Linked DNA regions of Pan troglodytes: regions 2 and 3 are each linked to region 1. A link is a contact called in public HiChIP or PLAC-seq data. All regions are on one chromosome and are shown on one strand. The core of a region is the stretch at or near the end of the contact, and the rest is flanking DNA. Distances in the headings are between cores, read along the strand shown. Region 1 holds the start of C1RL (complement C1r subcomponent like). Region 2 holds the start of PHB2 (prohibitin 2). Region 3 holds the start of C12H12orf57 (chromosome 12 C12orf57 homolog).

Evidence for each region. HiChIP or PLAC-seq counts read pairs in DNA pulled down with a chosen protein or histone mark.
Region 2: an H3K4me3 HiChIP or PLAC-seq map of stem cell-derived excitatory neurons shows a contact between it and region 1, with 4 times the contacts expected there. The contact joins the promoter of PHB2 here to the promoter of C1RL in region 1. A contact is called at or near these places in 2 of 7 Hi-C or Micro-C datasets (induced pluripotent stem cells and stem cell-derived neural progenitor cells) and 1 of 1 datasets of contacts at active chromatin or transcription factors (stem cell-derived excitatory neurons).
Region 3: an H3K4me3 HiChIP or PLAC-seq map of stem cell-derived excitatory neurons shows a contact between it and region 1, with 13 times the contacts expected there. The contact joins the promoter of C12H12orf57 here to the promoter of C1RL in region 1. A contact is called at or near these places in 2 of 7 Hi-C or Micro-C datasets (blood and stem cell-derived neural progenitor cells), 1 of 1 datasets of contacts at active chromatin or transcription factors (stem cell-derived excitatory neurons) and 1 of 1 other capture datasets (stem cell-derived neural stem cells).

The regions. Positions count from the first base shown.
Region 1 is chr10:14,291,959-14,296,902 of NHGRI_mPanTro3-v2.0_pri, forward strand. It overlaps C1RL (complement C1r subcomponent like), which reads right to left and starts at 2,013. Exons shown (of 6, transcript XM_009424736.3): 1 at 1,797-2,013; 2 at 912-1,140. The coding sequence starts at 1,867. It overlaps LOC104001442 (a long non-coding RNA gene), which reads left to right and starts at 1,232. Exons shown (of 7, transcript XR_010147960.1): 1 at 1,232-1,614; 2 at 2,984-3,258; 3 at 3,909-4,292; 4 at 4,690-4,747.
Region 2 is chr10:14,152,677-14,157,397 of NHGRI_mPanTro3-v2.0_pri, forward strand. It overlaps PHB2 (prohibitin 2), which reads right to left and starts at 3,120. Exons shown (of 8, transcript XM_054664046.2): 1 at 2,985-3,120; 2 at 2,764-2,848; 3 at 2,062-2,141; 4 at 974-1,158; 5 at 455-584; 6 at 239-342. The coding sequence starts at 3,111. EMG1 (EMG1 N1-specific pseudouridine methyltransferase) reads left to right here and starts at 3,248. Exons shown (of 6, transcript XM_003313470.7): 1 at 3,248-3,659. The coding sequence starts at 3,492. LOC112205182 (small nucleolar RNA U89) reads right to left here and starts at 169; the gene lies at 1-169.
Region 3 is chr10:14,124,190-14,129,073 of NHGRI_mPanTro3-v2.0_pri, forward strand. It overlaps C12H12orf57 (chromosome 12 C12orf57 homolog), which reads left to right and starts at 2,516. Exons shown (of 3, transcript XM_508976.7): 1 at 2,516-2,951; 2 at 3,243-3,419; 3 at 4,518-4,749. The coding sequence starts at 2,900. The coding sequence ends at 4,669. It overlaps LOC112205115 (U7 small nuclear RNA), which reads left to right and starts at 2,584; the gene lies at 2,584-2,647. ATN1 (atrophin 1) reads left to right here. Exons shown (of 9, transcript NM_001034165.1): 8 at 141-321; 9 at 514-547. The coding sequence ends at 547.

The DNA of each region.
Region 1 (4,944 bases), core at 763-3,262:
TAAATTTTTTTGTAGAGATGGGGTCTTGCTATGTTGCCCAGGCTGGTCTCAAATTCCTGGGCTCAAGTGCTTCTTTCGCCTCAGCCTCCCAAAGTGCTGGGACTACAGACATGAGCTACTGCGCCCAGCCTTAGAAAACTTTAATTAAAAAACAAAAAGTCTTACAACTATTATGTATCCATAATAATTAAAAAATTTAAAATTAAAAAATAAAGTTCAAAAATTTATGTCATTTTGATATAAATAAAATTTAAATCAAAAGATAATGTGCTCTTTTTATTTTTATTTATTATTTACTTATTTTTGAGATGGGGGTCTTGCCATGTTGCTTAGGCTGGCCTTGAACCCTGGGCTCCAGCCCTCTGATCCTCCAGCCTCAGTCTCCTGACTATACTGCTGGGACTGCAAGCTTGCATCACTCCATCAAGTACTGTTTTTAAAATGTCCTTATTCTGAATAAGGCTTTGGCGTTAGAAGTTTTGTAATAGCTCTTCCAAGGTAAGTGTGAACGGTGACTTAATCTTTTGTTATTATTTGTGTCCAGCTTCCTCACCTGATAGAGCAGGCACTCAACAAATACATGATGACATATTTTTAACAACCAATATGTGCGTCCCTGCCCCTGGCTCCATAGATTTGCAAGATTTGTGTGTCCATTCGTAAGTCTTCCAAACGCAGGGCCTGCTTGCTGCCCTCTTTGCTCTGTGGGGCCCAGATGGCAGCCCCGGAGGCGCTGGTGGGAGGCTGTGTCCTGGGGTCCACCACTGCTCCCCGGTAAGCCAAGCCCGACTGCCCCTACATGGAAAATTCATCCCTCCTCCAGATGGGGGATTCAGGGCACCGCCACTTCCCACAACCCCGGGAATCTCCCTGGCCACAGTCCTGGCGGGACCCCCCCATCCCCAGCTCACTGTGACAGAGTCCCCTGCACAGTCCTGGGACGGCTCCAGGTCGAAGTCCTGAAAGACGAGCCTCACAGCAAAGCCCTCTGGAGCCTTGATGTCCGTGCTGCTCTCTTGGCCTTTGCCATACGGCTCTGGGTACCCGGGGGATGTCAGCTGCTGGGGTAGCTCTTGGGCCAAGAGGACGGAGCCCCGGGTTGGGCAAGCCTGGAGGACTCCCCAGAGGAGCAGCCACCACCTGTGAGTTGGGGGGAGGGCAAGGTGGGGCCGCGCAGCTATGGCCGGAAGCCTGTGGGTGTGGGAGGAGCGGGGGAGCCGCGCTAGGACTCAGAGGCCTCGCGAGGCAGGGCTAGAAGCTGTGGCCTCACCCTTGAGGCCCGGGCACTTCCCGTCTCCTCCCTTGCTCCCCTTCCTCACCCCAATCCCTACAGCCTCCCGCGCAGCCTGAGCTCTAGGATTGTGGGTTTTCCATCCTCCGAAGACATCACCTTTGCTCATCTCCCAGGAGAGTCTCATCCAAAGGAGGGGGGTGCTTTCTGCTTCAGCAGATCCCATCCCACCCTGGGATCCGAGGGAGCAATGGTGGGGCGAGTGAGGGTCTGCCGTAAATATCCCCCGACCACCCTCTGGGAAGGTGCTAGAGGCCACAGGCAAATTTCAGTCTCCCCATGGAATATCTGCTGTGCTGCTGCTGCTGCTGCTGCTGGTGCTGGTGTGTGTATGTAGGGGAGGTGTGTGTGTGTGTGTGTGTGTGTGTGTGTGTGTGGTGTGTGTGTATGTGGGGGATGTGTGTGTGGGGGGGGGTAGGGTGGGGGGAGGGAGGGTTTGCGGCCACACACCCTTTCTCTTCCCCTCCCGTCCTCTTCCCTCCTCCTCTGCCGGGGCCACACTCACATTGCGCCTGGACAGCCTTTGGAGTGAGGGCTTCTCCAGAGATATTTCCCCCACACTCTGGGTCCAGGCATCTGGAACTGGACATCTGGGACCTGCGAGAGAACTGGCCCAGGATAGGGAACAAAAGGTGAAGGCCGGTGGGGGAGGAGGAAGTTCCTGGAAATGTTAAGCAACTCCACAGTCCCCTTCTCCAATTCTCCGGGCTGAGCGCCACCTGCCGTCTGACTCAGGAACAGCGGGCCCGCCGCAGCTTAGGGGAAAAACGTCCAAAAACCTCGCTGGCCCTCAGAGGTCAGGGTGGCAGGGCACTGACTCGACCCTTTTGTACTATTTGACATTAATTTTTGCCATGTGTGTAGGATGGCTCCTTGTGAGTTATGGCTGCTGCCTTCAATCAGCCATGTCTCTTCCTCCCCGACCTTTCCGTTCACGACATACCCTGGGAGCCTCCCTCTTGTAGAATTGAAGTTTGTGATCCTTGAACTTGAGCTTTCTCTTCCTTTCCCTCCTCACCAAGCAGGGGTGGGGGACATGCGCTTAGGTGGTCTTTTGAATCCTATTCACAACCTCTGGAGGCTGCTTGTCCAGCATGGTCAGGGCTGGGGTTGAGCCCAGGTGTCCCTCAGTCCCTAGTCCCAGTCATCACTCAAGCCGTCACTCAAGCTTCTTTAGGCAGATACTAGAGCCCCTGCCTGCTCTCACCGCTCCCCGAGGAAGGACACTCACCCACAGCTTGGTAGGAGGCCAGAAGGCTCTTATGGAGATGGGTGGTCCTGTCCTCAGAGAAGGCAGGTGTGTGGAAGGCCTTACGTTGCATGCACACACAAATGCATGTGCGCGCGCACACACACCTCTCAGAGAAGAATCTATTGCTTCCCCCATTTTGCATATAGTAATATGGAGGCAAGTTACAGACCCAAACAGGGTGTGCTCTACATCTTTGGTTTTTCTAGGCTAGAGAGATTTAGGAGAGCCACAGTCTATGGCTACAAGGAGATGATAAGAGAGTGATGGCCAGGACAGATGCAATGTCTCAGGTACAGTCTTGAGATCAAGGCTACCTGTCTGCCACACCCCAACCCCAAACACAACTGGGGATGATCTCCCATACCCATCTTCGAGGAGTGGGCCTCTCTGACTAGGACTTCTTTCCTCCCCTGAGACCATTGAAACCTGCTCTCTCGTAGAACTCTTAGGGTCACCTGGAGCACCTTGGGAGCCAGAGATGCAGCCAAAGAGTGAACAATGGTACCAATCCCAAGACCCATGTGTTAAGAAGAAACCAGCCAAGACTCAGATCAGGATTGGGGAGTCCACCCCTCGTTTCCCTTCAGAGCATTATTTCCTTGTTTGCTAAGTGGGGCAGGAACTGGAAAACCCAGGCTAGCCCATCTGAGAAGACTTTCCTGGAGATGAGCTGGAGGAGGGAGGAGTAAGGCCTTGGAAGGAAACTCCAGGACAGGTAGGGTGACCGACTGTTCTGATTTGCATGGGACCGACGGGTTTCCCAGGACATGAGGCTTTCAGTTTTAAAATGAGAGAATTTCTGGGCAAGCCAGGACTGGTGGTCACCCTAAATGGATAGGGGTTAAAGTGCTGGAGTGAGGCTGGGTGAGAAAGAGCACAGGGAGCCAAGAGGGTGGGGAGGCAGTGATGCACCGGCAGCCCCAGGTGACTGGGCAGTCCAGGGTCTGGATGTGGTCCCTGTTTGGGGTAATCCAGCACTCTGAATATGAGGGCCCACCTTGGTCTCACCTAGGTGGTGTGTGTGGCTGCAGCATGAGTTAGGGTCAAGGGCAAGGGGAGGAATGGCTGGTGATGTGAGACTGGAGAAGGAGCTGATGGCTCTGTGCATAGCTGGTCACTGCAGGCCCCTGTGGGCTAGGGCTGAGCTGTGCCCCGCTGTGTTTTCAGCACCACCTCCCCTACACTGGGACCTCGTCTCTAACGGGCAGAGTGGTCAATGAAAAAAAGGGCATGCCTTGGCACATCATGGTCAAACTGCTAAAAGCCAAAGACAAAGAGAAAATCTTTTCTTTTTTTTAATCCCATCCTAAAGAATAGACAGAACAATATTTTCAATGTCACTCTTTTCTCATCAAACCAATATAGACCAGAAGACAGTGGAATATCTCTAAAATGCTGAAGGAAAAAAAAAGTCAACTCAGAATTGTTTTTCCAGTGAAAGTATTCTTCCAGAATGAAGATGAAATAAAGCTATTTTCAGATAAAAGAAAACAGAGATTCTTGTCGCCAGCAGACCTCCACTATGAGAAGCGCTAAAGAAAGTTCTTTAGGACGGGCACGATAGCTCACGCCTATAATCCCAGCATTTTGGGAGGCCAAGGTGGGAGGATTGCTTGAGCTCGGAAGATGGAGGCTGCAGTGAGCCATGATGGTGCCACTGCACTCCAGCTTGGATGACAGAGTGAGACGCTGTCTCAAATTGGAAGAGCAGAGCTGCAGACAGGAATAAGAAGAACGGTAAATTTGAAGGTAAATATAAAATACGATTTTCTTTTTAATGTCTTTAAAATATGTAAAACTGTTCCAGGCAAAAATTATAACATTGTATTGTGAGGTTTATAACATATGTAGCTGTAATATATATGAAGACTGTAGTATAAAGCAGGGGTCCCCAACCCCTGAGCCGTGGACCAGTATTGGAGGTGAGTGGTGGTGAGCAAGCAAAGCTTCATTTGTATTTGTAGCTGCTTCCCATCACTCACATTACCATCTGAACTTCGTCTTCTGTCAGCAGCAGCAGCAGCAGCATTAGATTCTCATAGGGGCACGAACCCTATTGTGAACTATGCATGGAGGGATCTAGGCTGTGTGCTCCTTATGAGAATCTAATGCCTGGTGACCTGTCACTGTCTCCTATCACCCCTAGATGGGACCGTCTAGTTGCAAGAAAACAAGCTCAGGGCTCCCACTGATTCTACATTACGGTGAGTTGTATAATTATTAATATTTCATTATATATTACAATAACAATAATAATAGAAAGAAAACATGCAATGAATGTAATGTGCTTGAACTATCCTGAAACCATCTCCCTCTGGCCCCATCCCTCGTTTGTGGAAAAACCGTTTTCCATGAAGCCAGTCCCTTGTGCCAAAAAGGGTGGGGACTGCTGGTATAGAGG
Region 2 (4,721 bases), core at 1,870-4,369, 140 kb before region 1:
GCAGAAATGAAGGCAAGGCCACCAATGCTATTGATCTGGCCTTACAGTGGGGAGTCATGGCTCAGGTACTACCACTAAGATTTCAGATCTCATCTGTAGTCCCCACCCCCAACAAGGAGCCAAGGGCCAGAGAGCACGGAGTCGCATTCGCCTTAGTCTCATCAGCCTGCCCATGAAGGAGGATGGGGAACTCAGGTGCCCTAGGGGCTGGGCTGAGATCTCTCCAGCAGAAGGATATCATCTTGGCAGCCTCGGCCTCACCCTCGGCCTGCACAATCTTCTGCCGCTGTTCCTGCTTTGCTTTTTCTACCAAGAATTGGGCCCGCTGGGCCTCCTGCTGGGCTGTGGTGGGAGAGAGTCAGGGAGACCCTGTCCTGGGTCAGGAGCCCCACCCATGGAATCTTTCCTCCTCCTGCATCTCAGAAGCCCTCACCCCACGGCTCTTGCGACTCACCCACTTGTTTGGCTTCTACAGCAGCTGTGTACTCTCGGCTAAAGCTCAGCTCTGTGATGGCCACATCATCCAGGATGAGGCTGAAGTCCTTGGCCCTCTCTGTCAGCTCCCGGCGGATCAACAGGGATACCTGAGGGCAGGGGTGAAGAGGGGAAGGGAGGGGTGGTTCGAGGGGACTGGGGAACTGAAAGGAAGGTTGCGACCCCTAACCTTTCACTCTCAATACAACATGCACTGCCTTAGCTTCCTGTCAGGCAAACCTGTAACATAAGCCTCTCTGCTCAAAGAGGTGCAGGAAAAGCCAAGACTTGGCCATTTTCCTCTGTGCTTCCTAACACCGAGTGCTATTGAGTTCTAATGCTGGCTCTCCTTATTTCACAGTGGCAATTAGCACAGCTTTTAGGTGGAAATGGCACTAGGGTGACAATGCTTTTCTAATAAGCTGCCTTTCCTAATTCCCAATACTCTGGGCCTAGGAAGGAAAGGCTGACACCACGCAGATGGTGGTGGGAGTCAGACCTGGGCCCGCTGGGTGATCAGCTGTGAGGCATTGAACTTGGCCACCACACTCTTGAGCACCTCGTTGACAATGGACGGCAACACTCGTTCCTCGTAGTCCAGCCCTAGGCGCTGGTACATGCTAGGAAGCTCCTGAGCATTGGGTCGAGACAACACTCGCAGGGAGATATTCACCATCTGTAGGTCTGAGATTGAGGTCAGCAGTGGCTGGTCAAGGCCAAACACCCTTTCCCAAGCATTTTCTCCTTCATGTTCCTCCCTGTATGCCCTGTGCAATGGTGTACAGCCTGGCACTACCCTGGGGGGAGGAGAGTTAATCAGGCTGACAAGGAAGACAAGACGCAGCATAGGTGAAATGCACCCTCACCCACTGTGAAGCCTTGAACTGCAAACCCCGTCACCAGCAGAGCTGACTACTCTTTCCCCCTCTGTACTCTGTGCAACCTCTAACGTGGGCGCTTTCGTGCTGTACCGTAATCATGTCTCCTGTAAGGACCTGGGGGACAAGAATTTTGTTTAATGAATCTTTTATTCCCAGGGCCCAGTCTAGTAAATGAATAAGCGACCTGCACTAGGTATAGCACAAAGAAGTACATTACAGGTTACAGGTGAGCGACCTGACCCAGGGTGTATATGTGTGCGTGGGTGGGGAGGAGGAAGAGGTCTGGGGAACTCTAAGGCACGGCTTTTATGTATGGTCTAGAAGGAGAGAACAGGTGAACTAGTCAAGCGTAGGGACAAACTTCTCCAGAACAGAGTGTACTAGTGGATGTAACTGTAGATATAGTAAGTAAAGCAGTTAGAAAAAAAAAGGCTTTAAAACAAAGCTTTGATCTAGGCAGTGAATAAGACAAGGGACAAACAATACTCTTATTGAATACACGTCAGGGAGGAGACAGTAAAAAGCACGCAAACACGGTGTGTTCAGAATGTGCTGCTTTGACCGCAGGAGGCAGGTATTTTTGTTACAGGTCTTGCAGATGTGGAAAGAGGCCTAAAGGCCTGACACTACCATATTCCCCTGGGGTTTCTTGCCAGCTCCCCTGATCATCCCACCTGCCATGTGATTACCAAGTGCTCAGACCTACCTTTGGAGCCTGTAGGGGAGGAGATTTTTCGAGGTCTGGCCCGAATGTCATAGATAATGGGGTACTGGAACCAAGGGATCCTGGAGAGGACAGGGATAGGTATTAAGAGGCTGCAGTTTCGGCCGGGCGCGGTGGCTCACGCCTATAATCCCAGCACTTTGGGAAGCTGAGGCGGGCGGATCATTTGAGGTCAGGAGTTCGAGACCAGCTTGATCTACATAGTGAAACCCCGTCTCTATTAAAATACAAAAATTAGCCGGGCGTGGTGGCGGGCGCCTGTAATCCCAGCTACTCGTGAGGCTGAGGCAGGAGAATCGCTTGAAATGAGGAGGCGGAGGTTGCAGTGAGCCGAGATCGCGCCACTGCACTCCAGCCTGGGCGACAGAGCAAGACTCCCTCTCCAAAAAAAAAAAAAAAAAGAAAAGGCCGCAGTTTTACTAGCCTTGCCCAGTTTCCCCTCACCACGCGTTTTTTGGCCTGCTCCTCTCCACGACTACAGACAAGGAGAGATTCTCTTGTCCCTTTGGAAAACAACAGTTTGTATGCTGCTGGAGGTTCGCGCAGCACCCACTATCCTAGGGGCAGGGATGAGGAGGGTGGGAAAAGAGCAGCGTTCAATCCTGTTGCACGTCCGACTATAGCCACTGCTGGGTCGGCGTCAAGGGTGAAAGGTCAGGGTCAGCAGGCTCTGCCCGCCATTACCTGAAGTGAAGGCCCTCGGCCAGGATAGTGTCCTGCTGCACTCCACCGATCCGATTGAAGAAGATGGCTCTGTGCCCGCCTTCCACTGTGGGGAGATGGGTGGTGATCAGGCCAGGCCGCTGCTCAGAGGAAATGCTAGGCTCGTGGAGGGGCGCGGGGACAGGGCAAGGGGTTTGGGGGAGGGACTGGAAGCGTCCGGCGAGCGGGCGGAGGTTGCTCACCGGTGAACACAGATTCGCGCACACCGTAGGCCACGGCGCCGGCCCCCAGCAACAGCTTCAGGGCCGTGCCCATGCCCCGGGGCCCGGCGGGCAGCCGCCCCGCCAAGTCCTTCAAGTTCTGGGCCATGTCTGATCTCGAGGCCGGCGGCACCGGAGGTCAGAAGGGGGTGCCGGCCCACCTCTACCCCGCTCCGGCTTAGGTACTGCACCCTTCACACGAGGGTTCGGGCCCGTAAGGCTGGCGAAAGAAAGGGCAGCGGAAGTGCGCTCCCTTTAAAACCCTCCCCCTTAGCCCACTACGGACCCGAACTTCGCGCACAGGAATCGCGCATACGGAAGTCCCGCCCCTTTCTGGAAGGCTGCCCTCCCAGGGAGGGCAGCGCAAGACAGCAAGTCATCTCCATTTCCTAGCCCACTTTCAAAATGGCAGCCGGAAGGAAATTTGTGATTAGAAGCCGCGCTGTTCTTATTTAAGAGCGTTAGCGCAACTTCCGGTATTTTTGCAAGATGGCCGCGCCCAGTGGTGGATTCAAGCCTCGTGAACGAAGCGGCGGGGAGCAGGCACAGGACTGGGATGCTCTGCCACCCAAGCGGCCCCGACTAGGGGCAGGAAACAAGATCGGAGGCCGTAGGCTTATTGTGGTGCTGGAAGGGGCCAGTCTGGAGACAGTCAAGGTAGTTTGGGACAGGAAGTGGAGAAGTAGTAAATCGATAGGTTGGGACTCCGTGGAAAGAGGGTAAGGGGCCCAGAGTGGATGTAGAAAGCAGAGAGGGGTGAAAGATGCTTTTGAAGGAAGGTGGCTTGGTTGGCTTTGCGTTGATTTGACATCCTGGGATGGTAGTACTCATTTTTCTTTCTTTTTTTTTTTTTTTTTTTTGAGACGGAGTCTCGCTCTGTCGCCCAGGCTGGAGTGCAGTTGCGCGACCTCGGCTCACTGCAACCTCTGCCTCCCGGCTTCAAACAGTTCTCCTGACTCAGCCTCTGGAGTAGCTGGGACTACAGGCACGTGCCACCACGCCCGGCTAATTTTTTTGTATTTTTAGTTCAGATGGGGTTTCACCATGTTGGCCACGCTGGTCTCGAACTCCTGACCTCAAGTGATCCGCCCGCCTCGGCCTCCCAAAGTGTTGGGATTAGAGGCGTGAGCCACTGTGCCCGGCCGGTAGTACTCATTTTCTTTTGCTCTTTTCGAATGATATTCTAGCCCTCACCTCCTTGCTTCCAATTGGTTTACCAGGATTCTGTGGTATAGTAGTCTAAGCAGAGGAAAGTTTCATTCCTTGCGTCATTCCACATCCCAAGACAAGTTACTGGGCAGATGAGAAAGGTAGTTATGTAGCCTAGTCCGCCCACACTTTTTGTAAGGGCTTCGTGTTTCAATTCATTAGTGTCCATAGTCACCTCTCTCTAATATCCACCTATGATACACTGTCCAGACCTGGTTATTATTTAAAACTTTTACATCTGCATTTTTATCTATCATTCATCTCTTTCCCCACATGTAATAGAACCAGCAGTTCTCTATCTTAAAGCCTTGGGCAGTGTTCTTCCTCCTCCTTTCTCTTACCCGTTAGAACTAATTGAATAGGCCCAGAAGAAATCGCATTGGTTTAGAAGTCAGGCCAGGATTTTAATCTTCGTTCTAAATACACTTTTTTTTTTTTTTTTTTTTTTTGAGATAGAGTCTCAGTCTCTACCAGGCTGGAGTGCAGTGGCACGATCTTGGCTCACTGCAG
Region 3 (4,884 bases), core at 1,266-3,765, 170 kb before region 1:
ACTGGCAACTTACAGAACTGGCTGTGTTACCTGACTTTTTAGTTCATTACCTTTGTATGTAAAGGAGCTGGCTATCCCCTGGTCCAGAGCAGGTACTTGTTATCCATTGGTCATGTGCCCCTTGCCCTTCCTGCTCACAGCTGCCCCTTACCGGGACCTGCCGGCCTCCCTTTCTGCCCCGATGTCAGCAGCTCATCAGCTGCAGGCCATGCACGCACAGTCAGCTGAGCTGCAGCGCTTGGCGCTGGAACAGCAGCAGTGGCTGCATGCCCATCACCCGCTGCACAGTGTGCCGCTGCCTGCCCAGGAGGACTACTACAGGTACCCTAGGGTGCCCCAGCCCAGGGGACATGGGCTCAGCGAGCCTGGGAGGAGCTGTGGGCATGGTACGGCTGGGCACTGTGCTCCTGGGGGAGGGAACCCCTCCTCTCCCAACCCCTTCGGTAAGAGGGGGCAAGGTCAGAGTTGGTCTCAAGTCTCTTACCTCTCTGCTATGCACTGCCCCTTCCCTAGTCACCTGAAGAAGGAAAGCGACAAGCCACTGTAGAACCTGCGATCAAGAGAGCACCATGGCTCCTACATTGGACCTTGGAGCACCCCCACCCCTCCCCCCACCGCGCCCTTGGCCTGCCACCCAGAGCCAAGAGGGTGCTGCTCAGTTGCAGGGCCTCCGCAGCTGGACAGAGAGTGGGGGAGGGAAGGACAGACAGAAGGCCAAGGCCCGGTGTGGTGTGCAGAGGTGGGGAGGTGGCGAGGATGGGGACAGAAAGCGCACAGAATCTTGGACCAGGTCTCTCTTCCTTGTCCCCCCTGCTTTTCTCCTCCCCCATGCCCAACCCCTGTGGCCGCCGCCCCTCCCCTGCCCCGTTGGTGTGATTATTTCATCTGTTAGATGTGGCTGTTTTGCGTAGCATCGTGTGCCACCCCTGCCCCTCCCCGATCCCTGTGTGCGCGCCCCCTCTGCAATGTATGCCCCTTGCCCCTTCCCCACATTAATAATTTATATATATAAATATCTATATGACGCTCTTAAAAAAACATCCCAACCAAAACCAACCAAACAAAAACATCCTCACAACTCCCCAGGAACGTGGCTGTGACTGTTCTTTGCGGGATATGGGGGTGAGGCTGGGTCTCAGTGCAGCGGTGCTTAGAGAGAACTGCAGCCAGGGCCTGGCAGGGAAGCGGGAAGAGACCAGACCTTCTTAAGGAACGGGGTGTGGGGGCTGGGAAGAATTGGAGAGGGGATCCCTGAAGAGCCCAGAGCCTTGACTCAGCTGGAGGCGGTACCATGGGTGCTGGTGCCCCCTCCTGCCCCAAGGCTGGGCAGGACCACTGCGCGCCAGTGGAGGCCTCGGTCTGGGCTCTGTGGCTCATGCCTGTAAGACACGGGTGGATTGCTTGAGCCCAGGAGTTGGAAACCAGCTTGGGCAACATAGAGAAACCCCATCTTAAGACAAAATCAGCTGGGGGTTGTGGTGCACTTGTGGTCCCAGCTACTCAGGAGGCTTAGGTGGGAGGATCACTTGGGGGTCGAGGCTACAGTGAGTCATGATCACACCACTGCACTCTAGCCTGGGTGACAGAGCAAGGCCCTATCTCAAAACAAACAAACAAAAGACACCCCAACCAACCAAACACTAGAGGCCTGGGACAGGCCCACCTCTGACATGGTCAGGTCTGGGAATCTATTCAGACGGGTCTCACTGCTAGGAGCCACCAGAGTCCTCCGGAACAAAGGCTTCAGAGTCCTGAAACCTTTCCGTGGAATAGTTTAAGAAACGGTTGTGAGGCCAGGCGCGACGGCTCACGCTGGTAATCCCAGGACTTTGGGAGGCCGAGGCGGGCGGATCACGAGGTCAGGAGTTCCAGACCAGCTTGGCCAACATGGCAAAACCCTGTCTCTACTAAAAACAAAACATTAGCTGGGCATGGTGGCGCGCGCCTGTCGTCCCAGCGACTTGGGAGGTTGAGGCAGGAGAATCGCTTGAACCCGGGAGGTGGAGGTTATGGTGAGCCAAGATCCCCCCCAGCTGCACTCCAGCTTGGCGACAGAGCAAGACTCCGTCTCAAAAACAAAAAACAAAGCCGGTTATGAAGCGGGGGTGGGGTGGGCTAGTTTTAATAGGTCCAGGCGATTAGTACCTGGCATCCTTAACCACCTACAGTTTGAGAAGGGAGTGGGTGATAAAAGCCTGGAAGGGAAGGGAAATCGGGCCGGGCATTAGGCTCCATCGCTCATCAATAGACAAGGCCTTTAGGAAACTGCGACAACGGCTTTTGCTCTGGGCCTTTACTGCCGAATCCAGGTCTCCGGGCTTAACAACAACGAAGGGGCTCTGACTGGCTGCTTTCTCAACCAATCAGCACCGAACTCATTTGCATGGGCTGAGAACAAATGTTCGCGAACTCTAGAAATGAATGACTTAAGTAAGTTCCTTAGAATATTATTTTTCCTACTGAAAGTTACCACATGCGTCGTTGTTTATACAGTAGTGGGAACAAGAAAAAAGTCACCTAAGCTCACCCTCACCAAATGTGGAGTTCCTGCATATCCCATCTTCTCTCCAAACACATGAGCAGCAGTGTTACAGCTCTTTTAGAATTTGTCTAGTAGGCTTTCTGGTTTGTTTACTGGAAAGCCCCTCTTATGCAGTCTGTTTTTAATAATAGATTATTTTCACTGTGCAGAAATTAGCTACTCGATGGATAGTTTTGTTGGTCTAAATGCTGTTGTAAACCTCGGGTATGAAGGTTTGGGCCACGCCTGAAGGCTTCCGGCTGCGCCGGATGCTGTTTCCTTTCCACCCCTGCTGGCTTTGGGAACGGTGGTAGGACGCGGCTCTTTTTTCGTGAGTTTTCCATTTACATTCGCTGAACCTAGAGTTTCAGACGCCCTATGGCGTCCGCCTCGACCCAACCGGCGGCCCTGAGCGCTGAGCAAGCGAAGGGTGAGAATCATTCTAGTCAAGGCATGGGCTGCTGGTCTGGGGAGGATGCGGGCGGAGGATGTGGGGCGACAAACCTGGCTATGTCCGCCGGGAAAATGGGGTAGGAGACGCCGGGTACCGTAGGGGACGCCGGGTACCGTCATTTAAGTGGGGCGCTTGCCCCCAAGACTTGGGATCTTATTGGGTTACCTACAGCCTCAATCCACTAATTCCTTGCGCTCTCCGCTGGGCCCGCTGTCCGTTCTCCGACGCCTACCCGGGACGCCTCCCTGGGATGCTTCTGGCGCGCAGTGGTCCTGGCGGAGGTGATCCAGGCGTTCTCCGCCCCGGAGAACGCAGTGCGCATGGACGAGGCTCGGGATAACGCCTGCAACGACATGGGTAAGATGCTGCAATTCGTGCTGCCCGTGGCCACGCAGATCCAGCAGGAGGTTATCAAAGCCTATGGATTCAGCTGCGACGGGGAAGGTGGGTCAGACGCGGGAAGGCGGGAGTTGGGTCGGGAGAGGGCGCCGGATCTGTGGGCCCATGAGCGGTTGTCCCCTTTCTCGCCACACGGCGGCAGCCACAATCTGACTAACATTCTTGGCACTCAGAGCCCAGGGTCTACCCTGAGCTTGTGCGTCCGAGTTGCATTTTGTACAGTAGAGGTTCTGTATCCCTTACCCGAAATGGTTGGGACCGGAAGTGTTTCGGGTTTTTTCAGATTTCGGAATATTTACATATACATGGATATCTTGGGGGATGGGACCTAAATCTGAACACGAAATTGTTTTGTTTCATATACACGCACCTTATGCACATAGCCTGAAGGTAATTTTATATAATAGTCTGAATAATTTTGTGCATGAGACAAAGTTTTGACTGCGTTTTGACTACAGTCTCCCCCACCCCCCACTATGAAGTCAGGTGTGGAATTTTCCATTTTCGGCCTCACACTGGCACTCATAATTTCAGATTTTGGATTTTCTAATTAAGGATGGCCCACCTGTACTGTCAATCACATTATTATTCCATTTTGTGATGAGGAAGCAAACTCTAATGGTGCAGACTCTCGAGTAGCAGAGCTGGACTTAAATGCTGTTGTGCCACCTTTTAGTGACATGTCTGCATGACAGCAGGGGCTGCAGTCTCTCCAGGGTGTTTCAGCTAATTTTTGTTTGGGGGGGTTGGTGGTTAAATTTTTGGTGAGATCCTGGTGTTCCCCAAAGGTGTTGACTGATTCAGCTCTGCTGCCCCATAGCCTTCCTGAGTTCCAGCTACAGACCTGGGGTCTCGTGTTCATTCTTGGGGTTCCAGTGACTAAACTGCTAAAATGGTTCACCTGAGAGCAAGAAGCACACTGCCTTGGGACATTTTTATTCACTGCATCCCATCTAGTTGTGCCCAGTGTAGACCAAATGTCATCATCCAGACCACACGGGACAGAGGCCTGCATGCGTCCTGTTTGGCAAACAGCTGCCCAGCCAGTGGGGGAGCAGTTCATGCTTAAACTACCACCCCCTCCAGGTGTCTTAGGCACGCTGGTCCTTAGGAGAAGGGTTGACCTTCCACTCCCTCTTGCAGGTGTCCTTAAGTTTGCTCGCTTGGTCAAGTCCTACGAAGCCCAGGATCCTGAGATCGCCAGCCTGTCAGGCAAGCTGAAGGCGCTGTTCCTGCCGCCCATGACCCTGCCACCCCATGGGCCTGCTGCTGGTGGCAGCGTGGCCGCCTCCTGAGAGTTGGCCCTCCCTTGTGCCACTGCCAGGGGAGGAAAGGCCTTGATGTTCCAGACAATAATAAATGCGCCTGTGACTTAGCCTTGGTGTCAGTCTCTTGCGGACCTGACAACCCCCATCTCTCCTTCCCTGATTCCCTCTGCCTTTCCAGGCCCCATCCCCCTGAACAGCTCCTTCCTATGGTCCTGGCTGGGCCTAACCCTGCCCCAGGGCCT